Regions from separate parts of the Mus musculus genome. Here region 1 is linked to region 2. Evidence: chromatin contacts called from public HiChIP or PLAC-seq data. All regions are on one chromosome and are shown on one strand. The core of a region is the stretch at or near the end of the contact, and the rest is flanking DNA. Distances in the headings are between cores, read along the strand shown.

Region 1 (4,388 bases), core at 1,552-4,051, 170 kb before region 2:
ATGTATGCATGTCTATGTGTATGGAGAGTGCACGTGTGTATGTGTGGGTGCTCATGCCTGTGTGATCTTAGATGGGATTGGATGCCCTTTGTTATGCTCTGCCTTTGTCCCCTTCAGGCCGGTCTCTCTCTCCCTGAGCCTGGACATGTGTTTCTCAGCTATGCTCATAGCCTTGAGTCCCCATGGTCCTCTTGTCTCTATTCTCCCTAGTGTTGGGGTTACAGGTGTCTGCAGGACCACGCCCAGCTTCTTATGTGGTTGTCGAGATCTGAACTCAGGTCCTCATGCTTTTGTGCAGCAGGTAAGTTTAGCCAGCGAGCCATCTCTCCAGCCCAGGTCAACACCTCTCCTTCCTTCCACACCGGCTTTCTGAGTAGTGAGGAAATGTTTTGTCCACACACCACAGAGCACCGCTCAGCCACAGAGGATGAAATCACACCTAGGACAATGGGTGGGACTGGGGTTAATAATGGCACAAGATAAGCCCGACTCAGGAAGGCAGGTCTTCTTTCACAGGTACAGTGTGCGTTGTTATGCCTGTTTCAGCCTGAGGTTCAGTGAAAACAGAGGCAGTAATAATCTAATTGGAAGAACAGAATGTATCCTGAGCAGACCTTAGCTAGTGTCTTGTGTCTCTAGGTATGCTCTCTGTGGGTCTCCCAGATTTAGCAGATCTCATGGCAAGGAGACTGGTGGAGTCCCCTGGGAATCCTGAGAGAGGAGGTTGAGCCAGAGGAAGGAGCCAGTGAGTGAATGGGGGTGGAGTCCAGGAGGAAGGAGCCAGTGAGTGGAAGGGGGTGGAGTCCAGGATGATGCTAACAGTTTTGCTCTGAGATGGGTTCTCACTCAGAAGCTCCTGAAACTCACTCCAAGTCTCCTGACTCAGCCCTCCAAGCTCCAGGATGGCAGGAGCAAACCCCAGCTTGATGTCACCGATTTGTGACACACATCTTTAATCCCAGCACCAGGGAGGGAGAGGCAAGACTATCTTTGGGAGTTCTAGGCTGTGAACTATCATACCTTGCCAAAATCTATTTTAAAAATGGCTGGAGAGAGGCTTGGGAGTTCAGAGCACTGACAGTTCTTCCAGAGGACCCAGGTTGGATTCCCAGCACCCACTTGGTAGCTCACAATTTTCTGTAATTTCAGTTTTAGGCCATCCATTGCTCTCTTCTGGTCTTTGAGGAAACCAGATGCACAAACCGTGCACAGACACACATGCAGGCAAAACAACCATACACATAAAATTAAAAAAAATTAAATTCTAGAAAAAGAAGTATTAGCTAAGTGTGGACGTGAATGTCTAATATTTCTGCATTTTCGCAGTGGAAGAAGAGAGAGGCAAGCCAGTCTGGGCCACATGGAATCCTATTTCCAGGCACTAAGGAACGGCAAAACAAAATAAAACAAAACTATCCGACATCTTTGACAGCATCTAGGCAGCCTGGGGGTTGGGCATTAGTGATGACAGGGTAGAAACCATCATCAAATAAATTTAAAAATAAAGCAATAATTCATTTCAGGGGAAAAATTATTCCCAGAAAATAAACAAAAATGATGGCACTCTGCATGAACTGTATATGAATTTTAAGCACGAGGGAAAGGCCTGGCCAGAAGAAAGCCTGATAAGACTTCACTGAGAGTGGGAAGTCCTCTGAGCAGGTCCCAACCTGAGAAATCAAGAAGTAGCTGTCATGTTTACTCTTAGAAGCAAAGGCAAAACCAGGAAGAAACAAAGAAAGATATCGATGCTTAGCAGTAGGACTGAGTAGTAGGGAGGAAATTTGAATCTATTTACTTTGATAAATTATTGCTTTGAAAGAAAGAAAAAGGACTCTTGGCTGACAAAGCGAGGAGAGAGACAGAGAGTGACTCGGGATGAGGGCACTTGCTGTGCTGGGAAGGGACCTGGGTTTGGTTCCCAGCACCCCAATTCTAGGGGACCTGACACATGGTCTCTATGGGTTCCTGTACATATGTGGTAGACAGACAGACAGACACACAAACACACACACACTCACATGTACAGGCATACTCATATGTACACATAAATATGGCCTTAAGTTATATTCGTGGGACTGTTTATATAGTGCGGAGGTCAGACATTGATGTAGGCATCAATGTTTATTACAGGCATGCAATTTTTATAAAAAAATATTGATTTATGTGTGTATGTGTGAGCCCTAATGAATATATTCGCACCATGTGCCTGTTGGAGACTGAGGAGGTCAGAAGAGGGGGTCCAATCCCCGAGAACTGGAGTTATATGCCATTGCGAGCTGTCATGTGAGCACTTAGTACTGAACCCAGTAGTCACCTTTAACCCCTGAGGCCTCTAAGGTTCAAATCTTAAGTATCTCTATAAGTATCATTTTCTTTTGGTACAGCCATTAAAAATTCTTTTCTTTTAGTTGGGCCTAGTAGTACAGGGATATAATCTCAGCTACTCTGGAGCCTGAGGCAGGAGGACCACAGTATTTTACCCGGGCTGTTGTAGGAGTTCAGGATAACCTAGGTGGCTTAGCGATATTTCATCTCAATCAATGGATCAGTGAACTGTTCCCATGCCACTCCCCATATCAGCGTGATCAGGGAAATCGAGGTGGGAGGGACTGGGGGCGATGGAGACCTTAGGCAGCAAGCAAAGACCTTAAGTGGCAAGTGATCATACAAACAGACTCTGCAGAGACAGGATCCAGGGAGCAGCTCATTTAATTGGTGGGGGAACAAAGGCTATGTAACCTTTGCTGAGTGGGTAGGGTGGGTCTATGGGGGAGAGTGTACATGATTGGCTGAGGCCAGGGTTCTGGGAGTGCCTCATTTGCATAAGGAGGCATTCCAGGTGCTGCTGGGAAGAGGAAGTTTAACCTGGCTACTGTGCTACCTGACCTCGATGAGGACACAGGCCCATGGACGCCAGGACCTTGAGGGCCCAGGGCAGGTGGAGGAGCCATTCCACTGCTGCCGATGAGATCTGCAAGGTTTGTATACTCCTCAGCCCCACTCTTGCTTCGGCCCACAGTGAATCAATGGTTGAATCAATCAACTGATCAATTGGTCAGTTCTGCCTGCAGATGTGACACTTTAGCTGCAAAGCCCTGCACTGCCAAAAGAAAAAAGAAAAAGAGAAAAAAAGAAAGAGAAAGGAGAAGGAAGAGGAGGAGAAGACGAAGAGGAAGAGGAAGATGAAGACGAAGAAGACGAAGAGTCCCCTTTCCCTAGCTTTTCGGAATAGCCAGTACATTATTGTGATCTGTGAGCTGTGTCATGCAGCAGCATACCATGATGGACTTCTTACTTTTGTCCAACCATAGCTGAGGACCCTAGCCTGGTGGCTGAAAACTCATGAGCTATTTGTAGAGTGCCCACCCTTACCTTCAAACTGAAAAGAAACCCAAGCAATTGGATCAAGCCATGCAAGTGTTTCCTTAGCCATGGCAGAATCAGGAATCACTACCTGTCACTAGGTGCAGGTGTCATCACATGGCTCCTGAGGACAACAGTGACATCAAATAATTAAATGTATTTAGTTGTGTGTTACCAGTTATAGTGGCTTGAATGACAATGGCCCCCCACCCCCCTGCCCCCAAGGCTCATTTGTTTGTGTTCTTAGTCCCCAGTTGGTAAAATGTTTGGGAAGGATTAGGAGGTGTCACCTTGTTGGTGGGGGTGTGTCACTGGGGCTAGGCTCTGAGGGTTTTTTGTTGTTTTGTTTTTTGAGACAGGGTTTCTTTGTATAGCCCTGGCTGTCCTGGAACTCACTCTGTAGACCAAGCTGGCCTCGGACTCAGAAATCCACCTGCCTCTGCCTCCCAAGTGCTGGGATTAAAGGCGTGCGCTACCATTGTCTGGCGAAGATTTTTCTAGTAAACAATTTAGCATAGTTATTTCCTCTGAATTGGAGACTTCTGGAGGAAGGAGAGGCCTGTAAGACTTAGGAAGCTGATGAAACCCATAAGTTACAGAAATCTTAGAGTTACATGGTCCAGGTGGCTCTCTAAGGTTATATGGGCAATGCTCTCTGTCTCTGTCTCTGTCTCTGTCTCTGTCTCTGTCTCTCTCTCTCTCTCTCTCTCTCTCTCTCTCTCTTGCATGTATAGTTCCCAAAGATCCATTTGATGGAGACTTTGTTTATCAGGGGGCCAGCATAGTTTGTAGATGTAGTAGAGAACAGACCACAGACAACAATGTTGTGTATTATAGATGCTGGTGAGGGAAGATCTGGTGGAGCAAATGCAAGCTGGGTGGCGTGTGCTAGGCATTTGGCTTTCGTGAGTCGGGGGACCCAGTGGGCTTCTCTGTAATGCAGCCGCCTGGTGCATTCACTCCTATAAATGACCCCCGCATACTCTTTGGTTCACCAAGCTAGACTTGGGTGGCACTGTTTT
Region 2 (4,001 bases), core at 1,318-3,817:
GGCAGTAGAGAACAAAGAACAAAGGCATGGTAGTGGGCAGAGATGCCCAGAGAATCAGGTACCAATCCATTGAGTCTCCACCACCAGAAACCATCACCCATCTGGAAGACATTGGGGTGCAAACATTCAGGGCACTGGGAGATCTGAGTGCCCTCCTCCAGAGGAAGAAAGAGGTTCAGATGTAATACCAGACACCAGGAACCTGGTGGCCTAGCTGGAGAAGAGACAGCAGGTGTGATGTCCGCACTAGGTCAAGGGTATGAAGCAATGCCCAAGGAGTTCTCCCATCCTTCGTCTGCTGTACGCCAAGCGAGTGCTCCATCAGCCCTATTATTATTTTGAGACGGGGAGTCACTAAGTTATCCATGCTGGCCTTGAACTTACTCGGTAGCCCAGGACGTTGTGGCTCTCCTGCCTCAGCTCCTCAAACAGCTGATCCCAGATCTGTTCTGTCAGGCTCAAGGGTTTGTTTTTGAGATGTGCCTGAAACTCACTCTGCAGTTGAGAATATTTTTTCAATTTTCTGTGTGTACTAGGGCTTTGCCTCCATATATGTTTGTGCTCTGTATGCTTGTGTAGTACATAGAGGCCAGAAGAGTACAATCCCTAGAAATGTCGTTATAGACAGCTATGAGCCACCGTGTGGATGCTGGGAATCAGTCAAACCTGGGTCTCGAGGAAGAGCGGCCAGTACTTCCTTCGTTTGTTTGTTTGTTTTGTTATTGTTGTTTGTTTGTTTGTTTTCAAGACAGGGTTTCTCTGTATAGCCCTGGTTGTCCTGAAACTCACCTCTAGACTAGGCTGGCCTCAAACTCATAGATCTGCCTGCCTCTGCCTCCCCAGTGCTGGGATCAAAGGTGTGCTCCAACATACCTAGCTGAGTAGCCAGTGTTCTTAACTACTGAGCCATAACTCTAGGCCAGAGGTGATCTTGAACTTGAACTTCTGGTCCTCCTATCTTCATCTCTCCAGTGCTGGGGTTACAAGCCAGTGCTACACGTGGTTATGCAGTGTTGGAATAAGACCTAGGGCTTCCGGCAGGCTAGGCAAGCACTCTACCGACTGAACCACACCACCAGCCCTCTAATAGGTGAGACAGTCCAGTAGCATAGGATGGCTTCAAATTCACTTTGCAGCCAAGACTGGCCCAAACTCCTCTTGCCTTCATTTTCCAAATGTTGGAATTACAGGCATGTGCGTGTATGCCCAACTTCTGGAGACTTTATTAATAAGCATGTCACATATAAGTGGGGACAGGTTTGCTTTAATCTCTCAATTTGTATTTATTTCTCTTTATTTTTCCAACCTAGTCCCTTCATTCAGTACAACACTGAACAGGTATGGTAAGAGCAGGCATCCTCAACAGCCAGGCTCACAACTGCAGTAAGCTGAGGCAGCAGGATCAGGAGCTAAAGGCCAGCTGGGTTAGAGTAAGTTTGAGGCTAGCCTGGGCTACATGAGACCATGTTTCAAGATGTGGGAGGAAGAACACTGGAGAGACGGCTCAGCAGTTAAGAAGAGCACATGTTGCTCTTGAAGAACCCAAGGTTCTGTTCCCAGAAGCCACCTCAGGCAGCTTACAATTGCCTGCAAGGCCCGATCCTAAGGAACGTGACACCTCTGGCCTGTGTGGGGGCACCAGCACACACACACACACACACACACACACACACACACACACACACACATCTTTAAAAAATAAAAGGCAGCCTATGAACCTAACAGGTAGCATCCTATGAAATAGATTATAAAACTGCCATTGGGACAGATGAAGGTTTCTGCTTTTCAGGGTTTTTGGGTTTTGTTTTGTTTTGTTTTGTTTTTTCCAACACAGGATCTTATGTAGCCCATGTTAACCTGGGCCATATACAGCTAGGCCTGGCCTTGAACTCCTGACCCTCCTGCCTTCACCTCCCAAGTGTGCCACCAGCTCAAGGAGTTGAGTTTTGTCAAAGGACTTTTTACTCACTGTAGCTGACCAAAGCAGCAGAGCTCCAGTCATGGGAGGGCTGGGAAGGGGACCAAGCTCCCCATCTTGCCAAGACTAGAAGTGACTTGTAGTGTGGGGAGGCAGGCTCACCTCTCCCCCTGCCCGGACACCCCAGCAACCTCACAGGTCGGTCGGGATGGTTTCTTCAATGTGCCTCCCATAGCCTGGACATCAGGGAGGACTACAGGCCACATCCAAGCCTCTGGGAAGGACTGAACTAGAGTTCTCTCCGTGTCTAGAGGTCCCTAGTCCACAGTTGGCCAATGCAATCCCGAAGTCTCTTGTTATACAATTTGTAAATTAAAGTGATGGAAAAAAATGGCGTAGGGTCCCTAATAAATGAAGGTGTACCCTAAGCCTAGGAGCTAGACTTCAGTTCTCTGAGCATGGTTCTTTCAACTGGCAGTCCTGGCCATAGGTGCCTGACTTACTGAGGCCCCAAATATGGTCCAGGTGGAGCAGACTGGACTAAGGGGTCCTGCACCTCAGAGCCCCTGCTATGGTTCAAAGGGTTCAGGCCCTGCCCCCCTCCTGGCTCGAGCCGGCTTTGATATGCTGATGAATTCTGGAAGGGGCCCGCTTCACACCTAGGGCTCAGGATAAAGCTACAGCGGACCCAATGGTCAGGCCTCCGCTGCCATGGCCCAGCCCCTGTGCGAGCCGCGCTCCGAGTCCTGGATCCTGAGTCCCGCTGGTCGGCAGCCACCGATGCCTTCCGATGGGAACAGCGTCTGCTCCCCAGCCTGGTCCTCGGACCCGTGGGACGGTGCCCAGGCCAGCAGCCCTGCACCACCCTGCGCCCGCCCGGCCCGGCGTGCTGGGACCCCGGGTAGGCGCGGGACGCACGGTAGCCGCCTGGGTAGCGGACAGCGGCAGAGCGCCAGCGAGCGGGAGAAGCTACGTATGCGCACACTCGCCCGCGCGCTGCACGAGCTGCGCCGCTTCTTGCCGCCATCCGTGGCACCAACCGGCCAGAACCTGACCAAGATCGAGACGCTGCGCCTGGCCATCCGCTACATTGGCCACCTGTCGGCTGTGCTGGGACTCAGCGAGGACAACCTCCGGCGACAGCGGCACGCGGTGTCACCTCGAGGCTGCCCGCTGTGCCCCGACAGCGACCTGGCGCAGTCGCAGTCGCTCGGTCCCCGTTTAAGCCCGGCCGTCTGCAGCGGGGTGTCGTGGGGATCCCCGCCTGCCTACCCTAGACCCCGAGTCGCCGCAGAATCGTGGGACCCATCGTTCCTGTACGCAGAAACAGCATCCCAGGAAAGGCAGGAAATGGAGCCCAGTCCCTCATCTCCGGTTAGTAACCCCTTCCCCCACACTGTCGAGGTGGCGCCCCCTACTGTTGGTGCGCGACGCACAGCCCCACGTCGCGGACCAGCCTCTCTGCTGCACTCAGGATCTCCCTTGGGCGCATCCCCGTGTGCCCTGGGTGTCCGAACAGGGTGGGAGTTGGACAGGCAGGGATTAAGGACGCTTTGCTTGCTCGCTTAACCTTGAGCGTGGAGCGGATGAGCGCGGACCTGACCCTGGGGCAGGTGTTGATTGTGGCGCTGTTCACTCTTCCTGCAGCTCTTCAGCAGCGACATGCTGGCTCTTCTAGAAACCTGGACGCCGCCGCAGGAGTGGCCGCCTGCCTGAAGAGTGGAGGGGACAATGCAACGGATGATTGTCACCCTGTCTGAGCACAGACACTTTTCCTTTGGTCTTGGCACCTTCGGAGGGAGTAGATCCTGGAAGAGGCGGCAGTGATACCAACATGGGCATCCCGGGGTGGGAGCTGGCCCTCATCCAGACTGTACCATTCCAACCCTCCTTGGAAGGAGGCGCCCAATAGGGTACACGCTCTAAAGATGAAGCAGGCACAAGCTTTGCCTGGTGTGTATTTATTTATTTGTGAATAAACCGATTGTGCTAGTGTCATTTGGAGGGTTTATTTTTCTTTCTTCCTTATTTGGGGGTGTGTGGGAGGGGGAACCTCACACTGTACGGCCCAGGCTGGCCCAAA

The links. HiChIP or PLAC-seq counts read pairs in DNA pulled down with a chosen protein or histone mark.
Region 1: a contact with region 2 is called in an H3K4me3 HiChIP or PLAC-seq map of embryonic stem cells, with 52 read pairs. The contact joins the enhancer-like site here to the promoter of Mesp1 in region 2. A contact is called at or near these places in 10 of 39 promoter capture datasets (the C10 cell line, the HPC-7 cell line, HPC-7-derived erythroid cells and 4 more), 3 of 15 datasets of contacts at CTCF or cohesin (the NIH/3T3 cell line, embryonic stem cells and large pre-B cells), 10 of 484 Hi-C or Micro-C datasets (8-cell embryo, bone marrow-derived macrophages, embryonic stem cells and 1 more), 9 of 115 datasets of contacts at active chromatin or transcription factors (embryonic basal ganglia, embryonic stem cells and stem cell-derived neural progenitor cells) and 3 of 9 other capture datasets (adipose tissue, embryonic stem cells and pancreatic islet).

The regions. Positions count from the first base shown.
Region 1 is chr7:79,966,909-79,971,296 of GRCm38.p6, reverse strand. No RefSeq gene overlaps it. Among named protein-coding and RNA genes, the nearest start is that of Gm31966, 34 kb to the right of the region's middle. Within about 2 kb of position 2,801, at least 7 of the 459 cell types and tissues checked have an H3K27ac peak or open chromatin away from gene starts, as enhancers often do. A contact at or near this core is called in embryonic stem cells, where this site is marked.
Region 2 is chr7:79,792,156-79,796,156 of GRCm38.p6, reverse strand. It overlaps Mesp1 (mesoderm posterior 1), which reads left to right and starts at 2,567. Exons shown (of 2, transcript NM_008588.2): 1 at 2,567-3,292; 2 at 3,566-3,916. The coding sequence starts at 2,630. The coding sequence ends at 3,634.